Regions from separate parts of the Cydia pomonella genome. Here regions 1 and 2 are each linked to region 3. A link is a contact called in public Hi-C data. All regions are on one chromosome and are shown on one strand. The core of a region is the stretch at or near the end of the contact, and the rest is flanking DNA. Distances in the headings are between cores, read along the strand shown.

What was found. Hi-C and Micro-C count contacts between places; a contact is called where the count stands out from the background.
Region 1: a Hi-C map of whole body shows a contact between it and region 3, with 7 times the contacts expected there. The contact joins the promoter of LOC133529735 here to the promoter of LOC133529626 in region 3. A contact is called at or near these places in 2 of 2 Hi-C or Micro-C datasets (both in whole body).
Region 2: a Hi-C map of whole body shows a contact between it and region 3, with 4 times the contacts expected there. The contact joins the promoter of LOC133529737 here to the promoter of LOC133529626 in region 3. A contact is called at or near these places in 2 of 2 Hi-C or Micro-C datasets (both in whole body).

The regions. Positions count from the first base shown.
Region 1 is chr21:9,338,727-9,341,918 of ilCydPomo1, reverse strand. It overlaps LOC133529735 (phosphoacetylglucosamine mutase), which reads left to right and starts at 1,326. Exons shown (of 13, transcript XM_061867534.1): 1 at 1,326-1,573. The coding sequence starts at 1,470.
Region 2 is chr21:9,288,535-9,291,857 of ilCydPomo1, reverse strand. LOC133529737 (2-aminoethanethiol dioxygenase) reads right to left here and starts at 1,253. Exons shown (of 1, transcript XM_061867536.1): 1 at 1-1,253.
Region 3 is chr21:9,532,860-9,536,222 of ilCydPomo1, reverse strand. LOC133529626 reads left to right here and starts at 1,278. Exons shown (of 4, transcript XM_061867381.1): 1 at 1,278-1,875; 2 at 1,952-2,296; 3 at 2,616-3,363. The coding sequence starts at 1,690. LOC133529630 (protein polybromo-1) reads right to left here and starts at 1,004. Exons shown (of 33, transcript XM_061867384.1): 1 at 710-1,004; 2 at 430-579. The coding sequence starts at 832.

The sequences.
Region 1 (3,192 bases), core at 77-2,576, 190 kb after region 3:
TGTACACTTCTTTTTTGAATAACCCCATAAAAATAACCCTCGTTAAAACCTGGGCAGGGAGCTCATTCCACAGCATATACGTAGTTTCAACGTATGGAACCTGGAACCTCGTATGACGTCGACCGATTATCCATAAGTGAGTCAATATCAGAGTGTTTTTGTCCCTCTAATTTCTTTGGGCACATTTTTGACGAAGTGTTTCGTGATTTTGGTATGTTCGTAATGTCTGGTAAAGATCCCAGACTACTAAACACCTAGAAATATTTATCATCAAAATGTAGAGACACTTCGTCCACACATGTGTATCCAAAGGAAATTGCGTGTTGTGGTAGTGGATGGTTTATGCTTGTTTACGTAGGTATAAAAAAGGAAATTGGTCTTGGAAATAATAATAACCTGCCTGCACCCAACTTTATGACTAGAGTCATAACAAGATAAGTTGGTAGCGATTTTAATAGCCCAGACGGTGCAAGTGTCAAGTAAACGTCATAATTTCAAAGAAGTTTGACGTTTAAAATAACCCGTGCACCGCCTGAGGGCCTACCGCGAACCACGTTCGACGTGTTGTCTCCCTGTCACACTTACGTACGAATATACAAGTGCGACAGAGAGGCAACACGTCGAACGTGGTTCGCGGTAGGCCCTCTGGGATATAAAATCGCTGCCAAATTATCTTGGATTGACTCTATGATATTTAGGTATACTGTATTCACATAAAGCAAAAATATGTTTGTGACGTGGTTGTGACCTATACGCATAGCATACATGTCATTGCAGGTAATCATAGTAAGTATGGTATAATTAACTTGTTTGTAGTATCAACACCTGCGTCATTTGCATAGTTATTCAATCTAGTTCAGATCGGCGACGTGTGCAATCATGTCATGACGGATTTGACATACCTAGACCTACACGGTTCTGGTTTACATACCAGTCCTATGCTATAGTTTTAGTTAGGTTCCTAATTGCTTCTCATTACAATTTTGGGCAATTTTCAATCGTGGCTGAATGCCGGATGGATCTGTGCCTTCTTATTCTTTGCTCAAGTCCCAAAAATTTGATTAAAGTGACATCTATGGAGTATTTTGTGTAACATATGAGTAAATACTTCTCAAAGCGACACCTGTGGACGAGTAGCGATACTACGTAATAAGCTTGATGACCACAGCAATTTTTGTAATTTGACAGTTGGGTTAATACTGCTAAATAAAAATGTACAATCGAAAAATAAACCAACATGAGAAGAAGCATAAGCCACTAGCGCCATTATTGGAGTACTGATGGGCTATTTAATTGGATTGGATTATCAAGGAGTGTTTTGACGTTGAAAATGATATGTCAATGACGTCTACTTGCTTGCTTTTGCTTGACGTTTTGCAGCGGGAATGTAGAAAGAAATCTCGTTTGTTGATTAAAAGTGATTGTAAGTGTGCGATACGCGGCCTTATAAATAAAAATCTCCTATCACGATGCCGCCGAGTAGCTTACGAGTGGTCTACGCGTTCGCCAGGGAAATGCATCCGAAAACGACCGATGTCTTTATCGAGTATGGCACGGCCGGATTCCGCACAAAGTGAGTCTTATTACATTATTCATGCAAGGTTTTTCCATTCTAATAAGTAGGAGCGGTTATTACAACATTATATTGTAATAAACGAAGTATTTAGCGCGCCTTTCTCTCAGACAACGCGTAAAATGTCATGTCGCCAACTGTGTCGATTCGCGTATTTCCTTTTAGAATCGTGCTGGGCTGTGACTCATAATTTCAAATCGTATTTGGGTACCTATAACGGGAAGGAGTCGGCGTAATTATGGTCAATGACTCCGCGATAGGGTGATAAACGTGGATTAGTCATTCATTCATAGTCTACGAATTTTTACTATGTGTCGTAATCGTACCATCATTGATTTAGTCCAGGTGAATAGGTAAATGAATGCGGCCTTGGCGTAATTAAAATATCGTTGCAATTAACTTTAGCATTGGTAAAAGTGTGTAGACCTGTTTAGGCCACAAATATAGGTTAATTATAAGGGCAATAATATTATAATAATTATTTTACCCTTCTTATTTACATTATATTAGTATATTATCAGTAATGACTGAAATTAATTTTAAATTGTTTAAAAAAAAGTAATAACTAATGGAAAAAATCATGAAGTGCCTACAATAGTTATGAAGACTTACAAGTTTTCTGTTATTCTTTGTTACCAAACCAGGGCATTGCCATTTGCATGAAAAGGTCAATATGATAATATACACCTACATCCATATTTATTCAACTAAACAACTAAAAAATATTCTTTCATCTTAATGATTTTTAAATATTTTTGGCTTGAAGCCAAGCACTCTTCATATTTGTTTAATATACACACTCTTTCAATATTTTATTGATCAACATAGTGTTATCATCAAGTAACTGGCCAGTTCAATCAACTCTGAAGAAAAATAAAACATCTGTTTTTAAAAATAGAACAGGGAACACATGGTAAAGAAATGGCATTGCTTTTGCCAATTGTTTGACCAAGCTAAACTGTAACTTATGTCAAGTGATTTGAGATCAATTTTGATTGCCGGTCATGGTTAGATTAACTGTAATAATAGACAATAGAATCCCTTGATAGCTATTTGATGCTCAGTGAGTTGATGAAGTATTGTTTTGATAAATTCATTAGACACTGGTATGTTACAATTAATTCCTTACTGTAAATGATTAATGTAGAGTGATATATTTTTAATGCAAAATACAAATATGCTTATATATATCAGACACCCGGTTTTTCAGTAGGAAAAAGCGCAAAATACAAATTTTCTATGAGAAGTCAACTACAATAGAACAAGCCGGAGTATTGAATATAATATGTAGAATGAAAAGAGGGAAGTGAAGAGTAACTGGGGAAAGAGGGGTAGATTTTTATGTCTTTAACTCAGTTAAAGTTATGCAGAAGCTGAGAAATAATATCAAAAAAAGGCCTGTCTTGCTGTCACATATATTTGGCATGAGAAATAATTATGGCATTATTCATAAACGCGTTACTGGCCTGAAGAATACATTTGTATTTATCTGTCATTTTGACTTATGTATTTGTAAGAAAGGGATAAAACATAATTTAACTAAATCAGGCCTGTAAAATTTTATGAATAAGGTGGGTTTGTGTTTATGGGCATAATAATTAATAATTATTTGGCCATGA
Region 2 (3,323 bases), core at 4-2,503, 240 kb after region 3:
ACAGCACAGGCCGAAGTTTGGGTTTCGGTTTCGGCGGAAAAATTATGTTTCGGCCGAGGTTCGGTTTCGGTCAAAATACTGCCGCACCTTTCGGCTTTGCCGAAACTGTATTTTCGGTAATATCCGACCGAAGTTTCGGTTTGGGTTTCGATAGGGTTCGACATAATAATCATGTTTCGGCCGAAACTAAAGCAAAGCCAACCTTCGGTTAAGGTTTCTCCAAAAATCCGATATTGGTCGGATCACTAAAATAGGCTAGGTATTTACCAGTGTGAGGGCTATAACCGCGAAAATTAAAGTTCGTCAAATGCGGGCATTTTTCTCTGTCACTCTACTACTCAGAGGAGTACAGGTTGGAATGCGGCGTGAGGCAGGGAGGTTTGACGTCTCCGCGGCTTTTCAATCTATATATCAATAGCCTGACCGAGGAGCTCACCGGAGCCGGCATTGGGTGCTCAGTTGGTGGCAAAATAATGAACAATATAAGCTACGCTGATGACATGGCTCTGCTGAGCCCATCGATCGGAGCCCTGGAGATATTGATAGGAATCTGTGAGAGGTACGCGGAGACCCACGGTCTCAAATACAACTCCAAGAAAAGTGAGCTACTCGTGTTTAAGGCGGGTTCAAAAAAACCGAAGTTCATACCACCACTAAAACTGGGAGGAACTGAGTTAAAAAATGTCACTCAGTTTATGTATTTGGGGCACTGGGTCACCGAGGACCTCTCTGACGATCTTGACGTGGAGCGTGAGCGTAGGGCATTGGCGGTGAGAAGCAACATGTTGGCTCGCAGGTTTGCACGTTGCACGAAGAGTGTCAAAACAACTCTTTTTATCAAAACAACGCATTTTGTCAGTCTTTTTATACGTGCAGCCTGTGGGTCAAGTGTACGCAGAAATCTCTCAATGCCTTACGCATCCAGTATAATAACGGTTTCAGGGTGTTCTTGGGGTTGCCTCGATTTTGCAGTGCGTCGGGGATGTTTGCGGAAGCTCACGTAGATAGCTTTCAAGCCATAATGCGTAAGAGAGTGGCCTCCCTGATGCGCCGTGTTAGAGTCAGCCCCAACAGCCTTCTGAACACTGTTATTGACAGTTTAGATTGTCCAATAGTTGCAAAGTGGAACGCTATGCACATGAACAAATTGAACAATAGAGGTGTTGTTGGGCTATTTTAGTTATAAGACTTAGATTTAGGTTAATTTAATTTATTGTATTACTTAATGTTTTTTTTTATTTTATTATTAATTTTTAAATGTTTCTGTTTTTTTATTATTATATTATATAATAAATAATGTATGGGTCTTGTTATCCGAAATAAATGATTAAATTAAATTAAATTAATACGTCTTAGTGAGAGTAAAAGAGAAAGATCCCCGCAATTTGCCAATTTCGGTTTTCGCGGTAGGCGGTTCTCGGTAGGTAGTGTTCAAAATCTGCCTACTATCAAATGTACCGCATAACCGCCAGGAATACGCTATCACAAAACGATACACACCAATCCCACAAATCAACTCCAGTAGGACCATCAGCTCGAAGAGGCTCGGAATAGCCGGGCTACTGCGCTTCGTCCGTTTGTTTGGCAGGTACACGTGGGTGGGCTTCCAAGAATCGCAATTGCTGCCTGCCTTTAAATTAGTTGTAGATGTAGCTTAATGTCTATTTTTAACGATTTCTGTGTTAGGGCCGCGTGAGTGTTAGTGAACACCTTCTACTGAAGTTGTCAAACATATCTTAAGCGTCTGCACCAAGCTCGGTTTTTCATGTCATTTCAAAACGATTAGCTAAATTGCTCTGGAACTTTGTACTTACAACAGGATAAGGTACGTCTTGTCCTGTAGGGTTAAGATGGTCGGTTCTTTATCATTTGTCACCATGCCTGTGACGTTCTAACAAGTATGTAAGCGCGAAAGTGACGGGCATAGTGACAAGTGATATAGATGGAACCATGCTGCTGCCGCTGCAGCGGAATCGTGGTCGCATTTTTATCACCTGTCATGTCATGCGTCACTTTTGCAATTACATAAACTTGTTAGAACATGACAGACATAGTGACAAATGATAAAAAGCCGACCAGCTGTAATTAGTATATACATATAGTAGCTACAGATACAATAGTTAAAAAAAAGGAGCGAATTTAAGTTTTTCATACAAAATTTATTTTTGTTCTATTTCGTTTGTGTTATAAATTGGAGCTATATAAACTAATTACAGGCATAGATATAACTTATGTAATTGTATGTGCAAAGCTTCATTACAATCAATAACGTAGTTTTGAAATGAGACCGAAAGTCCGTTTGTAGGTAATACCTATGGGAAGGTGAAATTCGGCCGAGCTTACTGCGAACTCTTAAGAATTCGGCTCTGAAATCTAACTAGATCCATTATCAAGACATATTGCTAATGGTTGCGAATCAAATGCACTGGATTGCCTTTATTGACATGATGCCAATGTTGGATTAACTTAGTGGATATGTAGAGGTACCTACTTAGTAATTGGTCTCGTGTAAAACACTGTATAAAACTTTTATCGTTCTATAAAAATGTTTCTGTATTCCGATCGAGAGTTTATTACTTCGAGTATTACTCAAAAATGCGCGTTTTCCTAGAGATATTAGCTTGATTGATTTTTCGCCCCTAAAACCCCAATATAGCAAATTTCATCGAAATCGTTATCGTCGTCGTCTGTTTCCGAGATCACCGAAATATATATACATATATTATATATTTATATATACACAAGAATTGTTTGCCGACGTTTGTCGACCTAGGGGCCTAGCCTATCTTTTGCGCCATAGCGATCGAAACGCTAATGACTCTCTATCACTTCTCCAATTAGTGTGATAGAGAGAGAGAAAAGCGTTTCGTTGACTACACCGCTAACGTCATGTTGGCTAGGCCCCCAGATACCAACGCCTAACACACATCGTAGTGCACCTTCGTCTACCTACCTCAAAAGACTTCCTACTGAATGTAGCTTCACTAAGCAATGTAGTGAAGAATCTGAAGATACTGAAGGCCACGTCTATATTTGAGCCCAATAATGTCGTAAACAATCTGTTAATTATTTGATATAACGGACGAGGCTGCGAGTTGCGTAAATAGTTTACTTATATTTAATACTCTATGCCACCACGAAACTGCAGAACCTTAGTAAAATTAATAAACAACAAATACATACTATACAAAATTTCACATAACAACCCGTTTCTGATTTGAAAATTTGTTTTGGTTTCGATTTATTTTGACACGACCTTGAAGATCGCTCATGCTGATTGGTGCATGCAAGCGAATCATAGACTAATTAATCTACTAAGACAG
Region 3 (3,363 bases), core at 29-2,528:
TAACACTCTCTACTCTACATACTTCAGGTCAACATACTACAGGTTGGTAGAGCAGAAAAAGTGAAGCTCTTCCTTTCTTACTGTGTCTGAGCGATTACATATACAAATATGAGAGTTCTTGCCCTATTATCTTCCCAAACAAAAAAATTATATGCTGATCTTCCCCACATTGACCTCAGATTTTATAGAAAAATCAAGAACCTTAAAATTAGGATATGTATAGTTGGCTCTATTTATATAACAGAAGGTAGATTACTTGTAAAAATGCTATGAAACCACTTTCGTTCTGATAGTCAGTAAGGCGGCGAGCGGTAAATAATTAAAAAGACCTTTGTCTTCTAGATCTAGTGTTGTCCGTACTTAAATATATCTCCAATAGGACAGAACAGATTTGACAATTCCGACAATAATGATGATGGCAAAACTTACCCTTAACAAGTCAATAGGCTGTGACACTACTTCATAGTATTGCGGCTCTTGACGTCTTTTGGGTGCTCGGATAAAGGAGTCACAAAGTAATGTCCCATCATCCTTCTTGAAACCTCTGATCGTGTCATACAGTTGTTGGCACATTTCACTCTGAAATTTTCAATCAATTTAAATTAACATAGTTAAACACACTTTAGCAGTTCTCTCTTATTACCCCTCAAGGGTTTATATTATGAGGTGTGCCGCGCGGCAAAACGTATTTTGGTTAGCATTAACTTACCGGATCCAGTTTTTTCTTTTTACGCGAGGGCGGAGGCCCAGGAGTATGTTCCACTCCATCATCACTGTCGTCTCCGTCAGCTCCACGGCTCGCCCCTGACGAAGCCCGACGTCTTTTACTCATTTTCAACCTATACCAAGCTAATCCAAAATCCACTGCACCGAATCGGATAACTGATCTTAAGTAACTGCGACTTGTCAAAGTTACATTGTTTGAAGTTATAACAGGTTACGCATTAATTATTTGAAAGTATTTCGTTGAGTTACATGAAATACTCTGGTCTTAAAATGTAAATTTAGAAAATTCACAACAAGCGTCGTCCGGCCATTGAAACACATTGAAATTTGTTCCGGTTCACGCATAACTTTATGTGCGTCGTGATTTCTAACGTCAGTTAATGTAAACAGCACGGGCATTTTCTTGGTCCTGTAAGCAAATTTAAAATGTCAAGGATTTATAACAGCTTCCAGTAATTCACTTCCAATTGTGTTATTAAGATCAATTATTTTAATATTGTTATGTGAGCGATATGTGCAGATATGTGACAATTGTAACAAATCATCAAAATGGAACGTTACTTTGAGGTTGCTAAACGTAAAAAAAATAGCTTGTCGTCATACATGCCACAAATGACAAAAACATTATTACTACGTAAAACCAAAAAATATTCTTCTATCCACTGATTGCAATTCTTAAAAAGTCTTACTAGGGCTCCATTTTAAAGATAAAGTATATTTTATAGGGAAAAGGTGGAAATTTTCAGGTGGCAACCTTCAGTTAACTGCCTTCATCTTCAAGTCCCGCCAAAAAGTTCGGACTATGGAATTGTGAGAATCGGAAAACTAAAAACTGCCTTCAAGTTTGTAATGTTTTCTATCTTCTACCCACGATATTGTTATTGTACATCATTGGTGGAGTAATACGATTCATACGTGGAAAACCTAACCTATCACTCCTTTCTTCAAGTGTCTTTCATCGGTATGAATATGAACAAATATTCCAAGAACTTTATTTTGGTCGGGGACTTGAACCATCATTGTCTGCTGTGCAAGGAGTCGTTTCTGGCAGTAGACGACTTGGAGAAGCACTTAAGATGGGAGAAACACCGGAAAAATATCAAAGACCTGAGCCCTATGCCGAAGTTTAAGAGGGATCGCATTTTTAAGGTATAATTTTTCCAATGAGTTCAGCTTTGACGACCCATATAAACTTAAAAAATAATAATTTCTGATTTTTCAACAGATCGATGACAAGTACTTCTGTGAGCATTGCAACCAGATTTTTAGCACTATTTCGGAAATACCCAAGCACATACAGGATGAATATCACCAAAAGCGTAAAGCTGAACCCGAAATGGAACTTCGACCCTCACTGTGTAAAAGAGAGTCTGGTATAACATTTATAGGGAAGGATAATAATATGATTAAGATTCCTAATAAAGAGTGGTATGGAATAATAGATTCAAGATGCATATTCTGTGATGTTGATGTGGATCATTTTATGAAACATATTTCATGGTCGGACCATATGATAACTATGATTCAAAGTAAGATTGTTCTGAATGAGGAAGGCATATTTTATAGGGAGGTAAGTTCTTATTTTATATATTAAGGGGTGTTGTTGCTACCTTTCTTATTTATTGACTGGGTCCACACAGAGTGAGCGAGCAAGCACGTACACGCGAGGCAATTTCTTCACGCACAAACGGCCGAGGCATGTCTACACTGGCCTGTTTGTCCGTGAGGAAATTGCCTCGCGCTTATGCTCGCTCTGTGTGGACCCGGCTACTTACTACTACTATACTACTCTTGGGCATTAAAAAGATAAGGAGAATGCTGATTATCTTAGACTAATTGAATAAAAAAAATCCTTAATAGTAATGATTATATGCTTACACATTTTTCAGTTTAAAGACAAGTATGGTTACTGCTTCCTGTGTAAGACAACATTTCAAATACAGTCAAAGAAAGACCACTGGAAAGATGAACTTCACATAGAGAAGACAAAGGCACATAATGAGAGCAATGCCAAAACTTATCAGGAAAAGAAACTGGATGTGGCTATTAAACTTATTAATACCCAGAAAGACTATTTTGACATTGATCTGGAAAACAGAGTAGCCACATGCAAGATTTGTACTGCCTATGTGAATATAAACTTCAAATATATGATAGAGCATAAGAAAATTCATAACATAACAGATAAAGATAAGATTAAACAAACTCCAGTGGACATGGAAAAGGTCTTTAAGTCTCTCAGAATTAAGAGATCTAAGAAAGAAATCTATGATCATGGTAAAATAAGGGCTGAACTAGCCAAATTTGGAAGGGAGAATTTTATCAAACTGGTATTTCCAGGAGACAAAGGATACTGTTTGCTTTGTGGCACATATATGTCTGCTCATATGAAAAAGTTTACTGAACATATGAACGGATATATTCATATGGCACAATTAGATTTAAAGAATGGCAAAGCTCATGTCAAGCCAGCATATAAGACAACGAATATGAAGAACTTTATAGAGACAATAAGCTTTTCTAAAGATTTGCATGCCTTGTGGATCAACAAACAGTTTGCCGTTGATGTAACTTCATTAGCACTTGTTTCTAAGATCAGTGATCCTCAATGTGAGAAATTCCAATGTTATGCATGTG